4 separate regions of the Mus musculus genome follow, and all the other regions are linked to region 1. The links are chromatin contacts, called in public promoter capture Hi-C maps. All regions are on one chromosome and are shown on one strand. The core of a region is the stretch at or near the end of the contact, and the rest is flanking DNA. Distances in the headings are between cores, read along the strand shown. Region 1 holds the start of Akap13 (A kinase (PRKA) anchor protein 13). Region 2 holds the start of E430016F16Rik (RIKEN cDNA E430016F16 gene). Region 3 holds the start of Det1 (de-etiolated homolog 1 (Arabidopsis)). Region 4 holds the start of Aen (apoptosis enhancing nuclease).

What was found. Promoter capture Hi-C pulls out the DNA fragments that hold promoters and counts their contacts.
Region 2: a promoter capture Hi-C map of pre-B cells shows a contact between it and region 1, with 4 times the contacts expected there. The contact joins the promoter of E430016F16Rik here to the promoter of Akap13 in region 1. A contact is called at or near these places in 2 of 39 promoter capture datasets (cranial neural crest and pre-B cells).
Region 3: a contact with region 1 is called in a promoter capture Hi-C map of pre-B cells. The contact joins the promoter of Det1 here to the promoter of Akap13 in region 1. A contact is called at or near these places in 3 of 39 promoter capture datasets (cranial neural crest, frontonasal cranial neural crest and pre-B cells) and 1 of 484 Hi-C or Micro-C datasets (pre-B cells).
Region 4: a contact with region 1 is called in a promoter capture Hi-C map of pre-B cells. The contact joins the promoter of Aen here to the promoter of Akap13 in region 1. A contact is called at or near these places in 2 of 39 promoter capture datasets (cranial neural crest and pre-B cells).

Annotation. Positions count from the first base shown.
Region 1 is chr7:75,451,975-75,457,492 of GRCm38.p6, forward strand. It overlaps Akap13 (A kinase (PRKA) anchor protein 13), which reads left to right and starts at 3,560. Exons shown (of 37, transcript NM_029332.1): 1 at 3,560-3,774.
Region 2 is chr7:78,714,814-78,720,652 of GRCm38.p6, forward strand. It overlaps E430016F16Rik (RIKEN cDNA E430016F16 gene), which reads right to left and starts at 3,407. Exons shown (of 11, transcript NR_015542.2): 1 at 3,267-3,407.
Region 3 is chr7:78,844,529-78,850,817 of GRCm38.p6, forward strand. Det1 (de-etiolated homolog 1 (Arabidopsis)) reads right to left here and starts at 2,683. Exons shown (of 5, transcript NM_029585.3): 1 at 2,579-2,683.
Region 4 is chr7:78,893,392-78,899,430 of GRCm38.p6, forward strand. Aen (apoptosis enhancing nuclease) reads left to right here and starts at 2,536. Exons shown (of 4, transcript NM_026531.5): 1 at 2,536-2,623. It overlaps Gm39039 (a long non-coding RNA gene), which reads right to left and starts at 2,391. Exons shown (of 2, transcript XR_882236.1): 1 at 2,192-2,391; 2 at 384-971.

The sequences.
Region 1 (5,518 bases), core at 2,310-4,809:
AAGGTGAAACCCAGTGGTTGAGAAACCCTTAAAGATATGTTCAAGGGCTGGAGAGATGGCTCAGTGGTTAAGAGCACTGACTGCTCTTCCAAAGGTCCTGAGTTCAAATCCCAGCAACCACATGATGGCTCACAACCATCCCTAATGAGATCTGACACCCTCTTCTGGTGCATCTGAAGACAGCTACAGTGTACTTAGATATAATAATAAATAAAGCTAAAAAAATATGTTCAACATCCTTAGCCATCAGGGAAATGCAAATCAAAACTACTTTAAGATTTCATTTTACAGCAGTCAGAATGGCCAAGATCAATAAAAGAATGCACATGTTGCTAAGGGTGCAGGGAAAGGGGAACACTTACTTATAGCTGGTGGGAACGCAAACTTGTCTAGCCACTATGGAAATCAGTAGGAAGCTGGAAGTCAATCTACCTCAAGATCCACCTATATCAATCTTGGATATATATATATACCCAAAGGGTTCTACATCCTACTATAGAGATACTAGCTCATCCATGTTCATGGCCACTCTATTCATAATAGCCTGAAACTTGGAAACAGCCTAGATGTCCACCAACTGATGGATAATGTGATAAATTTATACAGTGGAGTATTTTTCAGCTATTACAATCAATCATGGAATTTATGAGTAAATGGATAGAGCTAGAAAAAAAAAACTACCCTGAGTGCAGTACCATAGATTCCCAAAGACAGATATTTTAAGTTTTGTCTTATATGTAGGGGCAATATAATATATTGTTATGGAAAGATAATGGGGAAACTAGGAGGATTAAATTGAGATGAGAATAGGAGAGAAGTGTAAGAAAGGGACTGTGTGGAGGGACAAGTACTACTTTTGAAAAGCCAATGTGGAAACCTACTGTAGAAGCTTCCTAAAATACATGAACATAGGAAAGGCATCTAAAAGGAACCACTAAATAACAGGGAGACAACTGGACATCATATGCCACTCCTTAAAGCCTCCAGTGCCAGGAATGGGCGATATCTTGTTGCGTTGTTGGCCACAGGGGCCCTAATAGAAACCTTCAAGTATCACAGGCTGTTTCTACTCCCCATAACCTGATGGTAAAGGCCGGTTGCTGAAGATAACAGCTGCGTGTGTCATCACACATGGAAGGGTTGAGCTGGTGACTAACTAGAAGCTTCCCCTTTACTGACTAGCTGCCATGCTACTGGAAGCTACTCTGCAAGGTACTGGAGTAGAAAAAGTAATCATTGATGTTATCCAGCAACAAAATTTGTGACTTAGAACAATGACCTGACGACATGACATATTAGTTGAATAGTGGCACCAATGTTATGGGAGTAACCAACCACTTTGTGATTCCATGAAATGAAACCCAAACCTACATTGACTACTAAAGTGGCTAAGAACTTGAAACTTGATAGGTCCTGGGTCTAGGGGAAACCTATTATTCTTCTTCTGCTAAAGGAACATAGCAATATAACGATTCTTAGTGTCATATGGCTATACTCATAAGGGCCTTGCTCAATCCACATCAGAGAAGCTTCGTGTAGTGGATGGGAATTAACATAGAGACCAAAAAGTGCACAACATATAGAGTGGGACAGACATTGGAGCATTAGTCCTAGACGGGACCTTCTAACCAACCCCCTGCCCTCAAGGGTCAGGAAGGAGTGAGGAAGAGGAGGCAGAAAGACTGTAAGAGACAGAGGTGATGGATGACTACAAGAAACAGTGACTACCAGACACAATAGGACTGATATGCATATGAACTCATGCAGTGTTGGCACACAAAAGATTTGCAAAGGTTCAAGCCAGGAGTCCCAGCATCTAGAGGGAGGAAGGGGTCATAGGCTCCCAGCCTCTAAGCAAGAAGATATATACAATCAATATGCCCTGGCAAAGGGATAATCCGTTTTCTCCAATGCACTCTCACTGGTTTTATCAATCACACTTCAGGGCAGGCCTCATGTTCCAGTTATTGGCCAACACAAAATGGACTCAGTGGTATTTTTGTGGACTTTTTGTTTCATTGTGCTGTGTTTTGGCTTTCTTTTTCTTTTTGGACTTGATCCTGGATTTGATTGTTTGATTTCCATTTTTGTGTTTCGTACTTTTTGCTTTTGTTTTATGAAGGAAGAAGAAAAGAAAAAACATGAAGTTGGATGAGTAGGGAGGTGGGGAGGATCTGAGAGGAACTGGAGAGTGGGAAAACAAGATCAAAACATGTTATATGAAGCATCTTTTCAATTAAAATAATTTTAAAAAGGGAAAGTGACATTTAACAACAGAAAATGCCTGGTACAATCACCAGGCACTGATAATACTTTCTGTTAAATATTTTCATGATGGTAGTGACCTTGTCTGGATTAAAACTTCCCAAATGACAGTGACTTCCATTCTTGCAGTTTTTGGCAGGTCCATATCTTGTATTACTATTTTTTTTAAACTGACTTTGAAATTATATGAAGTTAATCTTTTCATATAATTCTTTGAACATTTTCTTCATTCATATAATATACTTTGGCCACATTCTCCCAACCCATCCCTCTCAACTTCTTATTCTCCTTCTGCTCTTTAAAAAAACTTATGATCCACTGTGTTCAACTTGTACTGTCCATAGCTGTGTGGGTGCTGGGTCATCTACTGGGAGATGGTTGGCCAGAGGGAGTCCAATACTTAAAGGAAACTGTCCCCCAATGGGGTATTTATCTTAGGGGTACAGCCACATAATATTTTCATATTAATATGTTTTGATCACCTAAATAAAAATGCAAGGCCAGTACTCGCAGAGATTCCATTCTGTTCCTTCCCAGTCAATACCCTTCTCCTCCTAGGAAACTACCTTTCTTACTTCGACCACAATAAATATTAAACTGCACAGAAAACCTCACATTTCTTGCGTAATATTCATAATCCCCGGCTCCCCCCCCCCCCAACTTTCTATTGACCGAAAAAATAACATGTCAAAATAGTTTGGCATTATAGGCATGTTTTCCCTTAATAACACATTACAATATGTAACTATCAAAAAGAAGTTTCTTTTTGTACCAATTAATGTAGTATCTTGGGTCACCATTGGAACATGTCCATACTTGGTTTCTCCGAAGCAACTAGATGGTTTCTGAAGTCCATAGCAACTCAAAGGCAATGATTTTGTGGTGATCGAATAGCTCAAAGTCACTGTGACAATCTTCACCCATCCAACATACTTGAGTACTTTGTGCCGCTCCACCTTGGACTCTTAAGAAGACTCTATTGAGTCTTAGCGTCAACGTGTGGTAAGTGCTCCGACTTAGGTAAGCACCAGGCGCACAGAGGAAGGGTGGCTTCCGGTGATGGGGCGGATAGGAGAAGGTGGGTGGGCATTTCCCCAGCAGCTGCTGCCAGCCACCCGACTTTGATCACTTTGCCGCCTGGCAGCAGTGGCGGTCAACCTCATCGTTCCTTAGCAACCAGAGCCAACTGCCAAGAAGCCTTCCTATTGGGCTCACAGAACATGATGGGTAGTCTAATTGTCCAATAGAAACTTTTAGGCTTGGCTCGTTGCACCGCCCACCCCGGGCCGCAGGCGGCGCATGCGCGGGTGGGCAGGTCTGTGTGCAGGGCGGTCGCAGAGCCGGAGCTGCTGCTGCTAAGCTCTTGGGCTCGGTTGAGACCGCCGTGCTTGCTCCTTGCTCCAGCCGTCACCGCCGCCGCCGAGGGAGCGGCCGCCTATTGTCCTTCTCCGCGGCCAAGGCGCGGAGCTGCTCCGGCTCGGCCCGCGGGGGAGCCCGGGGAGCCGCACGGTGAGAGCGCAACTTAGTTGAGGGAGTTGAGGGAAGTTTGGGCGTCTGAGGAGGGGGCGCGCGCGCAGCCGCCCCTCCCCCTCGGCTGCTCTCGGCCGCGCGCGCGAGCTGCGGGACGCGGGGACGCGCGGGCGCGACGCGGGTGGCGGACCCTTCTTAGCATCGGCAGCCAGGGGTGGATAGCGCGGCCGCCGATCCCGGCCTCCTCGGACCCACGTTCCTCTGCTGCCCGCTTCTGTGGCGCCGGCTGCGGCTCTCCTCTGAGGGACGGCTGCTCGGTGGGGCGCGCCGCTCGAACAGAGAGTGCGGCTCCGGGAACGAGCAGCTCCCCGGGGCAGTCAAGCCGGGTAAACACTGCGCGCCCCGGCCACCTTTGGGGGCTTTCTCCCGAGATGGGGAGGGGGGCGCGGTGGGCGCCCCGGGAACGGTGGCGCATTCGACTCCTCTGCCCCTCGAGCTCTAGTGCAAGCACTTTGAGAACTAGCGAATCACTGCTTTTCGTAAATAGGCTCGCTGACACTTAACTGGGGTGCGAGACGCACCCTCAGTTTATTTCTCGCTAAGAAAGTGTCTGTCTTTCGGCTGAAAATATTGGCTAACTCTAAGTGTCTAGACTCTACTGTGAACTCAGGAGTTCACAATGAAAATGGATTGAGCAATCTCTGAGTGTTTCAGTCTTTGCTTTTCCCCTTCATAATGAAGTTATTTTGAGAGTTCATTGCGTTGAGCAGATTTACAAAGTGATGTGCCTTTTTGTCTGTCTGTCTGTCTGTCTGTTTTTTGTTACTACCCTCATGATTTCCCGAAGTCACTTACTCATTTAAACCCCCACCCCCCAAACTTTTGGATTGCCCGGGTCAGGAGGAGCGCTCCAGTTCTTGAACGTGCATTCATTGTCTGTAAAGAAGTTCCTATCAGTCGAGATGACTCTGAGATAAACCAGTGTGTCACTTTGTACACCATCATCTCTTGGGAATCATTCCGCTGCATTTCGTTGACTAGACTTGCGCTGTAATGGTAATTCAGTTTTAGCTCCCAAGAGAGAACCCTATCATTCATACTGAAACACAATGCCTCCCCCCCACCCCCCTCCCCCCGTCACTTCATGTTAATTTTAGTTGTATTTCTTTGACATTTGTTAAACTTAAATTTTTCTTTGAAGGCTACTGCTCATGGCATTTTGCTTTTTTTTTCTATGTGAATAACATGGACAAGTGGTGTGTGGGGTTTTCTGTTTTGTTTTTGGCTTTTCTTTGTATGAAACCCAGCTTCGTTTACCTGATGAAACCAAGGAAAAATATTCTGAAGGCACAGGGATTCAGGACTCACAGTCTTTGTGCTTAATTTTCCTTTCTGGGGTGGGTGTGGTGAGCAAAGGAGGTGGACAGAAGTTGGGAGTTATTGGTTAGTTACATAATATAAACAAATACTGCAAAATCGGGTGGCCAGGACACCTTCTCTGGACTGTGGTAACATGCTACACATACTTTTGTTCTAGGGTATTTGCTTCACTAAATGGGAACTATGTGTAGTATAAATGGTCTTTTCTAGTCTTTTTACACCTTAAGGATTGTGATGGGTGGTATTTTGCTATGCTCTGTGTGTGTGTTGTTTTTTTTTTTTTTTTTTTTTTTTTTTCTAGAAAAGTCCACACAGTTGGTGTTTAGCTTTTGTTTGATTTAGGTGAGGTGATTTTCACTGGCTAGTGATAGTGTACACAGGAGAAACCCATTAATTCTGGGGC
Region 2 (5,839 bases), core at 2,157-4,656, 3.3 Mb after region 1:
CACGTCTTAAGAAGTTTCCCCCACTGCCATATTCAGGGATCCATCCCATAATTAGCCTCCAAACGATGACACCATTGCATACACTAGCAAGCGTTTGTTGCAAGGACCGTGATATAGCTGTCTCTTGTGAGACTAGGCCAGGGCCTAGCAAACACAGAAGTGGATGCTCACAGTCAACTATTGGATGGATCACAGGGCCCCCAATGGAGGAGCTACAGAAAGTATCCAAGGAGCTAAAGAGATCTGCAACCCTGTAGGTGCAACAACATTATGAACTAACCAGTACCCCGGAGCTCTTGACTCTAGCTGCATATGTATCAAAAGATGGCCTAGTCAGCCATCACTGGAAAGAGAGGCCCATTGGACACGCAAACTTTATATGCCCCAGTACAGGGGAACGCCAGGGCCAAAAAGGGGGAGTGGGGGGGAGGGAGTGGGGGGAGGGTGGGGGGGACTTTTGGGATAGCATTGGAAATGTAATTGAGGAAAATACGTAATAAAAAAAAAAAGAAGTTTCCCCCCAAGATGGAAAGTTGGAAGGTAACTTCTGCACAACACCTGAGGACAGAGGTACTTCATCCCTCGGGGCTTGTCCTTCATTCTTCAGAGGGACCCTGCCCTTTGCAGGTACCAGGCACAGGTGACTCATCAGGTATGAGAGACTGCATGGAAGTTCTTTTTGTGTTCCCCCAAATGGAAAAAATGGCATCTTTTGAAGAATGGTTCAGAGCCCCTCCAAAGCTGCTACACTCTGAGGTGTCTGAGTAACTCAAACCCCACCCTTGCTGTGCATGCTTCCTCCATAAAGAGGATACACTAATCCTGGACAAGGTTTTGCACAACTAAAACACTCAGGAAATATTCCCACCCATGCTAGGAGATGGCTGTGACTCCAGATGAAGAAACTGAAACTCTGAGAGGCCCAGCAACTCTCCCGAGTTATCTGCCTAGTAGGTAGATGCCCAGAACCCAAAACTTCTGACCTGAAGTTAGTATGCTCTGCATCCCCATGACTGGCAATAAGGTGGCCGTCTTACCTGCAGAGGATGGCTATGGGCTATATGCTGCCTCCATGGAATTTGTTAGTGGCCAAGAGATGGCCAAAGGAGGAGGAGAGTGGGCTGAGAGTCTATCCCCAATAGATGGTGTCTTAATCACCCCCTCTGGCAAATCAAGAGGAAGATTTTGCTGATGTGATGTATCTCCCTGCATCCGGCCAGGAACCGAAGGAGCAAGGAGAGCTCACCAACCTAAAGTGCTGTATGAAAGCCCATTAATAAACCTCCTGGCAAGGACACAGTGTGCACCATTCATAAATCTGTGGCCTGTGGGAAGGAGCCATGGAGCAACCTGTGGAGTGGCCTGGAAGGGAGTCTGAGGCTGCTGAGCTCTGGACATTCTTGAAGTTCCTCTGTAAACTTGGGGTCATGGGCATCTGCACTCCGAGTGGGGGACTGTTACCAGTCTGAAGCCCTGGAGCCTCAAACCCCAAGATGAATTTGTCTTCTTACTTAGAATATAGACCAGATGATGGTCTTGCAATTCCATTATCCCAGGATGCCCAGGAGAATTCAGACAAGAGACTGGGCCTCCTTGTCAGAAGGCTAAAGGACAAACACATGCAGAATAATTGTTGAGAGCCAGGCAGCCTAAATACTCTACTCCAATGAATCCCTCAATAACTTGATAAATCCTATCATGATCATCATTTTGGAGAGGTGGAAAATGGGGCCTCATGAAAGTAAAGTCATTCCCCGCACAGAGCTAGTCAACCCAGGCTGGACTGCTCCAAGTTGTCCAGAACACGGTAGGACACAGTTAAATGTGAGAGGTACAGTTCAAACTCAGGTTGCCGGGCTCCCTGGACCTCTATGCTATTCCACAATGTCTTCCTCTGCACTAGTGCTTTTCAGCAGGGAACATTTCACTTGTCGGAAGATGTTTGACATTATGGATTGTCATAGCTGGGGAGGAAGGAGTACTGCTGTCATCCATCAGACCAAGACCAGGAATCCTGCTAAATATCCCACAGTACACAGGGTGAGCCCTATGACACAGAATTAGCTGGCTAAGATACCAATGGGATTGAGGTTGGCAAACTATGTCCCTGAATCACCAAAGACTGAATTGTTTAGCGTCTGAGCTCTTCCAGGGTCTCGGGTTGAGGTAGGGCCAGGAAGCTCAGGCCAGCAATCTCCTAAGCGCTGTGTGGAACTCTGGCACACATGGCTGTTCTGTTACGGGTTTGTAAAATGGGAGAGCAGGCAGGGCAACTTTAGGAGGGAAGAGATTCACCAAAATCAAGATGTCTTTTTGGAGAAGACTTCTGTGCTACATCTGGTATTCTACTGGCCAGTCATCTCTGTCTCACTGTGTCTAAATACCTGAGGCACTCAATGTACAAGAGTGTTTCAATGCATGCATGCATTCTGAGGTTTCAGTCCACAGTGGCTCAGTTCACTTGCTTCAGGCCTGTGGCACAGAAATCATCAGGGCAGAGGAGGCTGCTCACCGGTGGCAGCCAGTAAGCAGAGATGAAAAGAAAGGGACTGAGATACCAATCACACTTTCATGGGCAGAACCCTATGAACCTGATGCCTTTCTACAGAGCTCCACACTAAAGACTCTACTAGCTCCAAACACTGCCACAAAGCCTTCAACAAGCCTTCGGGGTATATCTAAGGTCTAAACCATAATTGTAGTGATCAATCTTAGATGCCAATGTCAAATGCTTCCCTAGGTGTTTCCAGGAAAATTTGATAGGTGTAGTTAATTCTACAATAAGCTAGTTTTGAGTAAAGGATACCTGGGTTGACTGGACTCAGTGGCTCCAAAGGCCCTAACAGTAGAGTGGAAGTCTCCCCACAAAGGTGGGTGGAAGGGTCCCACTCACAGACAGCATCGCCCTTGATGCAGGCAGAGAGGTGCAGCCTGCCCTTGGGACGTCAACCTTTCCCTGCCAGCCCGCACCACCACAAAGCCAGTTCCCAGCATCTCTTTATAGTGATCATCTCTGTCTGCTTGGCTGGTTAACCCTGCTTACCACAAGTAACTCACAATCTCCAAGGGGAGAATAAAGCTTTATGACAATTCCCAAAGTGATTTGTCCAGCAAAGCCTTGAATTTGAAGAGCATCCTGTGGGATCATACTCCAGATGTCTTTTTCTGACAAGCAGTAACACAAGGAAACTAGGCAGTTTGGCCAGTTCTTTGGCCCGGCTTCTATGGATGGTATCGGGTTCTCACTATGGACAGAGGATCCTTACCACTACATGCCATCTGCCGGTTGCCCTTCTCCACTACACAGGAGGTGGTCCTCTTGCATCCATCCTTGAGGCACATCCAACACCATGACTGAGATTTCTTAGGTCTAGACCTTTGCTCTCAGTAAGCAGAGCTGATAAGCCTCAGCCCCTGAATACGCAGCAGTCAAAACGGCATGGTTTATGCAGAGCACCTGGCACACAGTGGGTGTTCAACTCCTGTGCCAAGACCCTCCCCTCTGATGACAAGCTGTGCTAAAACAGGCCTCCTACTATATAAGGAATAAGCAGGGTTTTTAAACCACTCAATATGGGCAACAGTTGCCAAATGATGCTACGGAGCTCTCCTAGGCCCGAGGCCCGCCCTAAATTTAACAGGCCTGTGTTTACAAACCCAAATCCATGCATCTCTGAGGCTCCCACACATATCCCAGCTGTCCGCCTGAAAAATTCCGCGTGGAGAGTCTCTGGCAGAGTCTCCACCAGCTGGTAACTCTCAGAGTGTTCCTGACACTTGGTCTGAGCCTTAGGCACACTATTCACAGGCGAAACCCAGGAGCTCCTCCTTCTACCTGAAGACTGGTAGGACTCTGAGCTGGTGGATTGCAACCAGGATTCTGAGGCTAAGCCACACACGGAAGATTCTAGGAGCTAAGACAAGCCTCTCTGCAGAGCCTGGCTTTTCTCTCTCTATCCTTTACTCATTCTCTGTATGTACTAGGCTGACACACATGCACAACATCACACCTTCCTACAATTCAGCTATCCTGAAACTGTCCAATAGCACTGAACACAGCCCAGAACCCAGAAAGACACAGAAGTCTCTAGATTGGACACAGAACATAGACTGATTCTCTGAACCACGTGCAGCGCCGTAAGCCTTCCCTCGGACCTTATTTCCCTTTCCTATGGGCTATTTCTCCAACTGAGAGACACCTAAATCACCAGACAGCTTGGTAAATACAGATTGCTTGTTCTACCCTTCCCACCCCACTCCAGTGATTCTGATTAGGCAAGTCTGGAACAGGACCGGAGGAATGGGCATCTCTAAGGAGTTCCCAGGTGAAGCTGATGTCACCAGATCAGGGGCTGCTCTCAGGTTAGGGGGTGGCTGCTTTACAGATTGGATGAGTCAAGCCCACTGACTCTAAGTAATCCTGAATCAGAATGGAATCTCCCTCTGTGTGTGTGTGTGTGTGTGTGTGTGTGTGTGTGTGTGTGTGCGCACTGGGGGCGGGGAAGATGCCGATAGTGGTGAGTCTCAAGAAAGAGAAAGCCAGGCTGACAGCTGCAGGAAGTGACAGTTGACAGCCTGAGAGCACAGAAAGAGACAGCAAACTATAAAAAGCAGACTTAAGAACTCAAAAAGCAAAACGGACCGAAGCCATCTCTGTGGGATACAGTTACTATATTCTCCAGATCCAACCTCAGGAAGAACTCTCTCCAAGCCCCGTGTGACCCTGGGAGTCACAGTGAAGACCCTATCATGTGAAGGAAGCTATACTTAGGCTGCTTCCAGGGCAGGGAAATGTAAAAATTAATGTTCTAAAAATTGACATCTAATTCATCGGCAGTAAAGATCATCGGGGGTTTAATGGGTTATAAACTTGGCACTATGAAAAACTTTTCACCATGAACTAACCCATTTGCTCAGTTTTCTAGGCTCCTACCGTGTGTGCACCTGCACATATGTATATCCTGCACCCATATACAGATAAATATCTGATGTAGAAACATTCTGTGGGGTGTTGAGAGACATCATGAGTTATAGAGACCATGCTTAGCACACACCAGGTCCTGGGTTCCAGTGCCACCATCAAATTACTCCACTAATGAATGTAAGCAGTACAATTCCCCACTCCCCATACCATAGCCCCTTCATCATTTCTTCCTTGACCGTCTAGACAAGGCTGGGTCCCATCTGGAGCTCCCATTTGCATACCTAATTGTTCTAACTCTGTATTTCTCACCACACTGCAATGTAATACATTCAATAGCCTCTTTCTGAGCTTTTCCGTTCCTAGTAGGGCAGAGTGTAGCAGGTGCTTAGTGAATGGGTGTTGTTTGAAGGCATATCCTTAACCTTGCCGTATCTAAGTACACACACACACACTCACACGCACTCATTTATAAAGAAAATGTAGGTCAAGGAGTTTGAGTATATGCCTCGAGGCAGCCCCAATTTCTGAAAGCAGGCTTAACTGTGCTTATTTCTGCTAGCAAGGGAGCGTGGAGGTCCTCCGCAGAGAGTGCTGTCTCTCACACTTCCTGATTTTAATCAGAACTACATATTCTGGGTGAGGTGGCAAGAAGAAAGAGGCTGTAAACTCAATTAGATCACTCCTGAGTCCCCATCCCATGACTGTTCTAAGGAGCCAACTACTATCCCTCCACCTTTCTTTACACCCTCCTCCAAATACACATCCAATCCCAATTCCCTCTCTCTATACTAAATATCCTGAGAGAGTCCCCATTCATGGGATAGGGCCCTGTGTTCTCTGACCAGCAGACAGACATAGGGGAAAATCATGTTTCCCATCATCCATAGCATACCTGCCTGTAAATAAAGTACACTA
Region 3 (6,289 bases), core at 1,433-3,932, 3.4 Mb after region 1:
TCCTACTCAGGGTCTAAGGGCACACAGTAAAAAACCCCACCACCTCCACTCAGGAGGCCAAGGAGGGAATATCACTTGGAGTTCAAGGTCAGGCTAATGCAGGTTGAAACCTTGTCTTTATTTCTGAGACAGGAGCTCAAGCAGGCTTTGATCTTGCTATGTAACCATGGACGGCCTTCAACTGTGATCCTCCTGCCCCAGCTCTCCAGTGTAGGGTTAAAGAGTTACGCACCCACACTTCACTTATAGGGTGCTGGAAATTGAAGCTGGGGCCTTGCACAGGTGAGGCAAAGGGTCAACTCTTTTACTTTCCCCAACTTTTTTTTTGTTTTTGTTTTTGCTTTTTAAAAAAGTTAACATTGCAGATTTCTGAGTTCGAGGCCAGCCTGGGTCTACAGAGAATGTTCCAGGACAGCCAGGGCTACACAGAGAAACCCTGTCTTAAAAAAACAAAAACAAACAAACAAAAAAGTTAACACTGGACTGCGCATATACATTTGCTGGGCTGTTATATTAAAGCAATTTGTAAATTTAAGCAATCTCTATCGAAATCCTAATGGCATTTTTTTTTTGAAAACAAAATTTCACGCTAAAAGCAGCAGGAAATCTCAAAGAGTAAAAAGTAGCTAAGATGATATGAACAGTAACACAGGTAGAGCTCATACTTCCTGCTTTCAGAACCTATTATACCACAATCAATCAATCAATCAATCAATCAAATGATTAAAAAAAAAAAACACCAAGTTCTAACACTTGTATAGACAGGCCAATGGAGAATAGAGTCCCAAAATAAGCCTTCTCTTGCCACAATTAATCTTGTCAACATGCCTGGCTTCGAAAACTCTAGGAGATCCGTGAAGCATACTTCTGGGTGTCTATAAATCAGTGCCAGAGACAGGAAGACTATGAGGGCTTTCCTCAGGTATCTAGCCAAAGGGTCTCATACATGAACAAACACCATTTGGTAGTTAATAAGGCCTGGACCAACCGCAGGCACGTGGATCTCTGTGAGTTTGAGGCCAGCCTACTCTACATAGTGCGTTCCTGGACAGTCAGAGCTACATACACAGTTAGGCCATGTCTCAAAACCCCTACCCACCTCCTACCCTGCTACCCCAGGGAAAGGGGAAAGGAAAACCTACAGGGTGAACAGAGTATTTGCTGTCCAAATATCTGGTAAGGGGTTAATACTTAACATATTTAATGAACTCTTAGAACTCGACAAATAGCCACAAACCCAGATTCAAATACAAATGGCCAACAAAGAAGGTTTGCACATCAATAATAGAAAGAGAGAGAGAGAGAGAGAGATCTATCTCAAAAGCTTGGAGGTGGTAGTAGTGTTCTGGCAAAGGCTTTCATAAAGAGCAGCATAACAGATTCCCCAGGACCACAAAACAAACAAAACCCTTACAACACATAGTCAGGGTATTGTTTTGCAATCCTTTTGTTTCAAGCTTATCCTCATACAAGCTACATCCATTGGATAAAGATCTAAAAGGCTTGCAGAGCCGCCAGACCAGAGGGAGTCAGGTCTCTAAACTACCACCTCTGGTTGTTTTTTGGAAGGAACCCTTCCCTGAAAGCCACTCGCTCATTTGCATATTGCCTAGAGCCACTTTAGCCCTAGGAAAAGAGCAGAGTGACTGCAACAGACCACACACTGAACTCTACTATCTGGTCTTTTGTAGACACTAAATTCTTCACCTTTGAGAACTGTCTCCAATATCAGCCTCATCATCCTGTCTTTGAAGGCCTTCCTTCACTTAGTGAGACATAGATTCCAACACACTAGCCACTCAATTGCAACTCTCTGTATTTTACTAATGTGTATATTTATGGTGATCTCTCTGGGTCAAGTATACACTTATCTGTTGTATGCCCACCACAGTGCTTAACACGTAGCAAGCTTCCTTCTTAAACGGTGGGCATACCTCAAGCCATCTTCTTGGCTAACGTGGGTAACCACAGGGGAACTTTCATTTTCCGGAAGACATTCTCTCCGGTCCACGCCATAAATTCTCTCGTTGCAACGTTAGTAGTGTCAAGTTTTGGGGAAGTCTTTCTGACCACCCCACCTAAAGGACTCATCTTTTTCTTGTTTCTTTCTCTAGTCATCTGTCACATTTTTTTTTTTTAATTTACACGGTCGCTTGCATGGTTGTGTTTAATGTTTGAGTCTCCTCGTTGAACTGTACCCTCTCTAATGGAAGTAACCAGGTCTACTTCGGTCACCGCGGTATACTCTTCCAGCCCTGGGGCTGGCACATGGTAGACGCTTTGGTGCGGTGCGGTCTGAAACGAAAGCCTGGCTAAAGCGGGTCACTAATTGTGTGAACGCAAGGTTTATTCCTCGTTGGAGCAAGTGCACATGTCCCCACACTCTTGGCGACTGCTTCCAAAACAAGAAAAGGATGCCAAGAGGCAGACACACATGCCCATGGTCGCCCCCGGAAAGAAAAGCCCAGGGCGGGGCCTCCCCGGGCAAAGCCGGGGGCCGGAGCTCCTGAGACCCGGCGAGCATGCGGGGAGGAGCCCGCCGCGGAGCTCTCGCGGGCCGCAAAGGGCAAGTCCTCACCTGTCGAGTCCTGGCTCATGGGGCCAGGGCAAGGGTCGCCCTAGCCTGCTCCGCGCACACCTCCCCCGGCCCCGCCCCCACCATGCCTCGGGACCCCGGCGTCGGCAGCCACCAGCCCGGGTTTCCGCCCGCTACCGGAAGCGCTGCGCAGCGAGAAGGGAAGATCGGAAGATCGAGACGCCATGCAGCTAAGGAGCGGCGCAGCGCACCCTGGCGTCCGGAGGAGAGATCGAGACCATAGAGGCTGGATAAGCCCCGGACCAAGTGATCCAAGGCACGTTCATAACTACTATGAGTAGGAGTTAAGTTTTCACCTGCTTCTTGCATACTGGTGGAAGATGGATTATACATGCACCATGTCACTGCGTTTTCCATGCTCGTGGTTGCACGTGGGGATACAATAAAAGCTTCTGTACTAAATGAATCCAATACCATTGACTGGCCTTTTCACCTACACGTTACTTCATTTAATTTTCTTTTTTCTTACAAGCTATTTCTTCCCTGTGAGTCGGTGGCTTCTCTCCTTTGTGCTTGCGTGTGTGTGTGTGTGTGTGTGTGTGTGTGTGTGTGTGCGCGCGCGCGCGTTTGTATTTGGGTGTATGGTTTATTTTTGATGCTTTGGCAGGAAACCAAACCCAAAATATCTTCTCTTAAGGCTTCTGGGTAGCCACCGCCACTGTTCACCCACCACTGTCAAATATCTGTTTCTGTTGATGTGTATTGCTTTGTTGTGTCTCTCCTCCCTTTGGTAGATTATAAACTGAGAACAGGGATTTTTGTCTTATTTTCTGTTCCAGCCCCACCTCCCACCCCATAACAAGGTTTGACATCTTATAGAATCTCAGTAAATATTCCATCAGTAATCCATTGTGGTCTATCTCTTCTGGACCCCCATGCCATCTCCATTCTATATCCCCAGCTCTTCTGAGACATAGGATATAGAATTAGAGGCTAGGTTGAGCCTTGCTCTCTCTCCCAACCCTCTCCATACCCAAAGGACTCAGAGAATGAATATCTCTGCAGACCAACACATGAGAAAGGGATATGTGTTGACTTTGACCAGGGAGAGAGGAAAATTAAGGTCTAAAGGGGAAAGGTGACTTGGGGATATAGACTGACTATGAAGAGAATGATAGGTTTCTGGCCCAGTCCTACCATTTCCAGGCTCAGTATTCTTAGGTGCTGGCTTTAGAAACCTCATGCCTTTTTCTGGAAAATGACTATACCTGCCTCTTAAGGTTATCCCAAGTATTAAACCTGTTAGCCCTAAATACTTGAAGTCTTGATAAAATATTACTAAAGCTTTCCAGCCACAACTCTCTTCCTTTCCCATGATGAAACTGAGACCCAAAGGGGACATACATCTCTTGCACAAGTTCATACAAGAATAAGAGCCAGTAGGGGTGGGGCCACAGATTATAACCCCAGCATTTAGGAAGGGAGGCAGAGGAATCAGTAGCTCAAGGCCTGTCTTGGCTGCACAGCAAGTTGACCTTGGCTACATGACACCTTGCCCCAAAGCAAAGCAAAATAAACATGGGACAGGGCTGTGCTAATACTCAAGGCATCAGGTCAGATCCCAACTCGGACAGGTGGGTCCCCATGTGGCTTCAAGACACGCATCAGCTTCTCCGAGTCTGGGTTTTTCTTTTTGTATTTTTCATCTCTAATGTGTACAGTGTTCTGACTTCGTTGTAGAGAGGTCAGATAGAAGGATAAATTTAAACTAGCAAAAGCTTTGAACTTGGAAATAGTTCAAGCCTGCTCCTTCAGTTCTGGGCCTGGGGTTTGAAGGTAGGCGTTCCTTAATAACTGCTGTTTAGGATTAGAAAGCAAACTCTCCCTTCTGTGTGGTTGTGGTAGGGGCAGGGTAGGGTCAACCTTCAGAGGGACTCCACCCTTATCTCATGCGGAACAAAAATAACTCAAAATGGATCTAATCCACAAGTCAGGCTAAGCCCTGGGAAGACATCTTAGACATAATTTATTGTAACCTTGGGTTAGTCAACAGCTTAGAGGAAAGCAAAAAGGAAGCACGTATCAATGACTTCCTTAAAAAAAAATAGTTGTTGTATTCCAAAGGACAGTTATTAGAGTATAAAGTTAAAGCTGTGTTCAACAGATACAGGGGGATTGAGAGTTCGAGGCCAGCTTGACCTACGTAGCAAGTTTAGGGCAAGCCTTGGTTGCATGAGACTCTGTAGACCAAACCAAAAAGAATCAAGTACTGGTCCATGCAAACACATGGGTGAACCTTGAAAGCATTATACCAGGTGAAGGGAGCCTGATATGATTTGCCACATACTGTTTGACTCCATCATTTGAAATATCCAGAATGGACAAATCTATAGAAATAGGAATCAGATAAGGGACTTGGAATGCTTAGAGAGGTATACAGTGGTTGCTAATCTGGATCGTTTTTTTTGTTTTTGTTTTTTTTTTTTTTTTCAGGGGCAGGGGTTGATGAAAATGTATTAAAATTAGGTAATGGTGAATGCCACACTTCTTAATATACTACAAACCATTGAACCAATAATTTTGAAATAGTAAATTTTGTAATCTGCAGGTATCTCAAAAAGAATTTGATGGTATTATGGTATCTCCAGCTCCATGGATGGGATTCGACATCAATTTTTCTACAAAGTAATTCAGTTCTTCTTTACAGCTGGAGAAAGTTCCTAGTTCACACGTGCCATGTTTTCTTTATCCATTCCTCTGTTGTTGCACACCCAGGTTGGTTTCATGATTTAGTGAATATGAATATTTCTGAAATTAATTGATGTGCAAGTAAAGATAAATTAACTAAACAAATAGGCCTGGGGATGTAGCTCAGGGGTGAGGTGCTTGCCAGGCCTGTGGGAGGCTTTAGATGCCATCAAAAGGAGGAGGAAGAGCAGGCAGAGGGGTTGGGGTGGGGGGTAGAAAGAAGGGCAGTTCATCCATCTAGATACAGAGCCAAGATCGGCTGCCCCTGACCACAAGGGACAATAGGACAACAGAGAGATGGATAGTAGGCCTTCTCTTCCTCAATGGCCTTCCTTGGCATCTACACTATCCCTAAAAGCCCATTCTTCAAGCTTTAAATTCAATGGAGAATGACCTTGAACTTCTATCCCTCCTTTCTGTACCTCCCTGGTGATGGCATTTCACACATGCACCACCATGCCTCATTTATGTGTTGCTGGGAATCAAAGCCAGGGCCTCAAGAGGGCTAGGCACTTTACTAACTGAGCTAGACCTTTAGACCCACTTCCTTTCAAAGATATCTTAAAGGAGTGGGGCTTGAAGTGAGACTAGTTCACCTCATCTTTCAAACCTCCTACCTGTGAATTCCTTAACCTATCTGCATCTTGACCTTCCCTCCTAGACGATGAGGCTAATGACACAGATCATAGGGTTGAGGGCAGGGAGTAAAATTCATTATATTCATAATAGTGTTATAATTAGGATGTGAAATTCTTAGCACTCAGTCTAAAAGAGCTGGTTATGCAGCAAAAGCCAATCTCATGTGTTGCGCCCACCTTGTCCGGCAAGGAAAAACGCAACACGGTCGGATTCTTCTCAACAGCTTTATTGCAGGAACACCTCGATGCTACGGGAACCCCGGAAACCCAGGGAGGACTGCTTATATACACCCCAGCACTGGGGAGGGCTATGTGTCCTCCTGGGATTGGTCAGTCTGCCGGCACCTTAATTTGCATGCACCCACTT
Region 4 (6,039 bases), core at 1,286-3,785, 3.4 Mb after region 1:
AACAAATAGCTTGTTAATTAAAATTTGGTTTCCTGCACCTCTCTAAGGTCTTGGAATTTTGGCTCATCCTCAACTTGAGAAACCTAGATTTCCTTGAAACAGCCTTCCTGGGTTGATTCAAGAAGGAAAACCACCCTCTGGTCTGTTGGCTTATAGGGCCCAGGGCCATGGGCACCCATACTTACATACTGTTCATGCAACGCTGGTTTACTCCTTTCGGAGGGGGGAGGGGAGAAGCATATCTACGAGGGCTTATGTGAAAGAAAGAGATAGCAAGGGGAATGGGCTGACGAGAGAGGGTAAAGACAGGATGGAGTAAGAGCTAAGTACAGGTATGAACACATCAATGAAGCCCACTGCTTTGTACAAATGATATGCATTCATTTAGCTTTCCTTTACATTTTTATTTTCCATTCTGTCTTTTCGGTTGAGAGCCTAGCCTTTGATAGCTGAGCAGAGCCATCTTTCCAGCCCTAACTTTATTATTTTTTTAACATATTTTAATTCTCTGAGAATTAAACATATAAACATTCAGTGCATTTTAAACGTATCCATTCCCATCCGTTCTAGATCTACTGCCCACCCTCTCCCTTCCAACCTCGGGTTCTTTTACAACTCGCTGATTCCAGTTGGTGCTGCCTGGGTTTGCATGGATGTAGAACTAGCTACCCACCGCAGCATGGTCATCCTATCTACAGCTGCATCCTGTTGATCCATCCAGGAAAGCCTGGTTCTCCTTCCCCCAGCAGCCATCAACTGTCGGTAGCCAGGGATGGGGAGGGCTTGTGAGCCACTCCAGGCTCCATGCTCATGACACGGTGACTGTGTTGATCCTGCACAGGCAGCCCCGGCGGCTACGAAGTCAAGAGTCCTGACTTGAGACATGGACATGACCCCAGCCTTCCTCCTTCTCCTCCTCTTCCTCTGGCTCTTACAGTCTTTCTGCTCAGACTTCCAAGATGGTCGTGGGCCTTGGAGAGAAGGGCTGGGCTATAGATGTCTCCGCCATGGCTGAACATCCCACAGCCGCTCACTTGCAGCTTGACCAGTTGTGAGTGTCTGTGTTAGGGGCTACCCACCGCACAAAGAAACTTCTCTAATGAGGTCTGGGGCTGCACCAGCAGAATGTTTGAGTATACGGATTTTAAGGGCAGATTGATGCTGTCAGTTTAGCAAAATAGTAGATTTGCTTCTGGGGCCCATGAGCTCCTCCGGCTTTCCCTTTTTAAACTTACTTTTAAAAACCTGTTTTGTGTGTAAGTGTGTGTGTGCATGGAGGGGCAGGGGCTGAACACACATATGCAGGCTAAAGGACAACTTCAGGGACTTTCTTTCTTTCTTTCTTTCTTTCTTTTTTTTTGGTTTTTCGAGACAGGGTTTTTCTATGTAGCCCTGGCTGTCCTGGAACTCACTCTGTAGACCAGGCTGGCCTCGAATTCAGAATCTGCCTGCCTCTGCCTCCCATGTGCTGGGATTAAAGGCGTGGGCCACCACCGCCTGGCTCAGGGAGTTTCTTGTTGATTGGGGTATCTCGTTTCTGCCTACCCTAGCTGGCCAGAGAGCTCCAGTTAGTTTTTCTGTCTCCATATATCATCTAACTGTAGGAGTTACTGAGGTCACAGATAAATACCACTGCATCTGGCTCGCCTGCCCTCCCTCCGTCTTCTTCTTCCTCTGTCTCTCCCTCTCCCCCTCTCTACCTCTCTCCTCTGCGTAGCTTTGGCTATCTTGGAACTTGCTCTGTACACCAGTCTGTCCTGGAACTCGGAGATCTACCCGCCTCTGCCTCCGGAGTGCTGGGATCAAAGGTGTGTGCAACCACGCCCAGAGCTGCCTAGGCTAAGAAGGTTCAGGGATCAAATTCAGATTGTCAGGATTACAGAGAGAGCAAGCACCTTTTTTACCGCTGAGCAACTCTCCCATTCCTAAAAAAAAAAAATCACAAAGGAATACTTAAGATGAGTGTGGTGGCAAAACGCGTGATCCCAGCACTAGGGTGGCAGAGGCAAGAGGCTCATTCACAGCTAACACAGAAAAAGCGAGGACATTATGTGAACTTGACACTAGAAAAAAAAAAAAAAGAAAATGAGAGGACAGCTTGAGATCCTGTCTCAAAAAACAAAACAAAAAATAAACAAACAAAAAACCCAAATCAAATAAATATTGAAAAAGCAGTGCAGAAGAAGCAAACCTGATTTTTTTTCCCCCAAGTTTAACGAATACTGTATTATTTCACGGACTTCTCACAACCCCAAGCCTGGAGGGGCTGCAGTTCCCCGAGGCAGATCGGGATGTGCTCTTTGAGGCTTTAAGTCTTTGAAGGTTGCGGTTCACTAGGCGTCGGGTCAGAAACCGGACGTTCCATTCGGTTTTATGCTAACCTCCTAAACGCTGCCCTATCCCGGCGCAGGCCACGCCCTCTTCCTTCGGTAGCCCCACCCCTTCCAGTTGGCACACTTACTGAGGAGGAGCAGGATCAACCAATCAGAAGAGTCCTTAGGCGGGCGCTACGCCCCAGAGAACCAATAGACAGGTAGCCGAAGCCGGGCTTGTCCGGGCAAGGAGCTTCCGCACCCGGCAAGGGTTCCACGTGAAACCTGGGAAAGCGCGGCCGGGTTTTCAGGTGAGCTAGGGGACGGCCACAGGGAGTCCCGGGCCGCCCGTTTCTGTCGCCAGCCGCCTGTGGCTCTCGGGACGGGTTGGTTTGCAACTAGGCCGGGGCGCGGCCTCACGTGGTCCTGGCCGGACTCGGGGCCGGTGGGCCTCAGGGGACGGCGCGGACGTTGAGCGTCCTCTGGACGCCTCAGCTGGTGAGCGCGGACTGTCCTCGTACTTTTGTTTTGTTTTGTTTAAAATTGGTCTGGTAAGCTTTTGGGCAGCATCGGGGACCTTTATTGCGCCACCCTTTCTCAAACTGGGATGATTATCGCAATCGTGACTTGAGGGTGGGATCTCGGGTCCTAATCCCCAAACTTTGCCTTCTACCTAGAACGGTTGATGCCATCCGGTTACTTTGTGCTAGAACAGGGTCTCGACAGACAGACAGAGACCTGGGCATGGCAGGCAGGGCATGGCAGGTGGGGCCCTTATGACAGTGACGTTTCTGGCTTTGTAGCTTCTTGGGAGCCTTCTCATCTGGAATCCTCTTGGGTCAGGGACCCTCACTTGAAGGCCACGTGCCTACCATACTGACCAGAGTTAAGATATGGAATATTTGTACGTGGCCTTGTTGAAAGGACTGTGTCCTCTTCTCTCCAACTAAGCTGAGCTCCATTCAGGGCTGCAGGCTGTGGACGTTCTCTTTGTAATTGTTGGTTCTGACATGTTCACAGGGTGAGGGACTATAGGAAATGGCTGCTTTTTATCTCTTAACACAAATACAAAAGTACAGAGACTTTTTCTCAAGGGGACCTGATTTTAGCTTCTTTCAGACCTTGCCGGCAGGGACAGGAAAGTCTATGATCAGCAGGGTTAGCACAGGTCTTCTTAGCCAGATTTTCTCCCTTTGAGGTGTGGTTTGTGGAAATGAGGAGGTTGCTGACAACCTGTTTTTAAAAGAGGGGGTGCTATTTGGAGAGTGAACGAGCAAGCTGAGAGCCATTGAGTCAGCATGGGTCACTGGGCCTCCCCCTGGCTAAGTGGACCTTTACTCACACACATGCTGGCATCAGCAAACACAGGACTGGTCTTTCCTCCTATCTTACTGCTACTTACCCTGTGTCTTGATTAGGGGTTTACTGCTGTGAACAGACACCGTGACCAAGGCAACTGTTACAAGGACAACATTTAATTGGGGCTGGCTTACAGGTTCTGAGGTTCAGTCCATTATCATGGTGGGAGCATGGCAGCATCTAGGTAGGCATGGTGCAGAAGGAGCAGAGAGTTCTATATCTTCATCTAAAGGCAGATAGAAGACTGGCTTCCAGGCAGCTAGGATGAGAGTCTTAAAGCCCACGCCCACAGTGACACTCCTCTAACAAGGCTAGACCTCCTAATAGCGCCACTCCCTGGGCCAAGCATATACAAGCTTTCACACCTGTGATAATATTGCTCAGGCCCCTAGTCTGAGCTCATCCTCCGATGAGATAGCTGTGATGGCCCCTGCAGTCTTCCAGTGACTCCATATCCTTCTCCATTCCATTCCACCTGTCTCCACGCCCCCTGCTTCCTAGCTGTTTACCAGCACCAAGCTCTTTGCTCTGTGCCTGTCAGGTTTCTCTTCTCTGAACACTTCCTACCCTGGGCTGCCTGGTCCATCCATCCAAAATCCTGCAGCATCTCCTCTGGCCGGGCTCTCCTTAATTCAGTGTATCTTTCTGGTGACTGTCTCTTCCTGTCAGTCCTATTGATCTGTGGTTAGGAGGACCTTGAGCTCTGCAGTGTCCTCCAGGCCTGTCGCTGTGAGGCCCAGCCTGGGCTTCTGAAGCAAGTCTGCCATGAGAGAGGGACAGCAGACACAGTGGGGCTCTGCAGCTCGCTCACCTGAGGGAGCTCTGAGGAGGAATGCCTGTTGTCTGTGGAGGATAAAATCCAGTGTATTGGAGTACACAGGGTGGATTCCTTTGCTCTCCTCATAGGCAGTTAAAGTCCTGGGTCAGTGCTGCTGGGTACAAATTTTACAGACCCACCTGGGTGCCTTGGCCTCCCTCACTTGACCAACAGATACGAGGCTAAAACACCAGTATAGGGTAAGGGTGACTTGTGGAAGGCCCTCTAAAGTCAGTGGCAGAAGGTGAGGTGATAATAAGGAAGAAGCGGTCTCCCCAGCTATCACCCATCAGGTACTTACTACAGGGACCTCATGTTGCTGCTGGCCCTTCTTCCTCAGCATCAGGCTAGTTTTGTCAGGCCTGCGTCCCTCCCTGGTGTTTCCACTGCCCACGCCCTCTCCCTGTAGGGTTACTGTTCCCCATTTACTCAGAAGTGACTTTTAGGAGTCATCTTGGTCTGCTTTTCCTCCTTGGGTGGCTAGCCGGCCCTCAGCACACCATCTGCTGCGTTTCTATGTCTGTGGTCAAACTGAGCTTCTCAGCCCACAATCCATCTTGGTAATTGTCCAGCACCTGGCACAGTTGGGACCCCAGAGAACCTCTTTGTAAGATTGGGAAGATGCAGGGGTTCCAGAAGAGCATTCAGTGATACGGAGCTGGGTCTGAAGGCATTGGAGGGGTGGGGTTTGGGAACAGCAGTGTGTCCAGATGGGGGCAGCTCTGGCTCAAGGATAGCTGGCCGTCTGATGTAGGAAATCATCTTTGCTGGAGGAAAGAGGCAGAGAGCTATTGAACATTGCTGTATGAGGTGGAGGCTAGGAGGAGACAGACAGACAGACATGGGAGCACAACAGTTTATAAAGATCCCGGTTCCTCCTTCTGCAGATTTTGGTTTGGGGACTCTTGGTGTGGGGTGTTCAGCTGGACTGTGTTTCTGTAGCGTTTGCTGCCTTGTGTCCATACTTCTCACACCACTGAGAGGAGCTTGAGGCTCAGAGCATGGTCTCTGTATCAGCCGTCGTCCCAAACTACTCAGCTTGTGGGCCTCATTTCTGTACAGTAAGGGTGATAATCCTCTGGTGTTAGGAGCAGGTGTGGCGGCAGTCCTAAAGGCGCCAGGGACTGCAGCTAAGTCATATGACTTGCACCTGACTTCCTCATATAAGACACAAACATCTTGAGTGCTGCGCAGGTGTACCAGGATACAGGTGAATCCAATTTGGTGGAGATTTGCCCCTGCTGCCCTGATTAGCTGAAGCCTCGTGACTGATGAGGGGGCGTGGCCTGCGGTGCGTGGATGAGAGAGAGTATAAAAGGAGTGAGAGGCCCAGGGTTCGGGGGAGATATATAAACAAGGGCGATATATAAAAACAAGGGAGATATAAAAACAAGGGAGATATAAAAACAAGGGAGATATATAAACAAGGGAGATATAAAAACAAGGGAGATATATAAACAAGAAGAAACAGGACTGAATAAATGTGTGCAGAAGGATCCTGTAGCAGCGTCGTTCTTCCTGGCCTGTTGAGTGCGTGCAACAAGTGGTGCC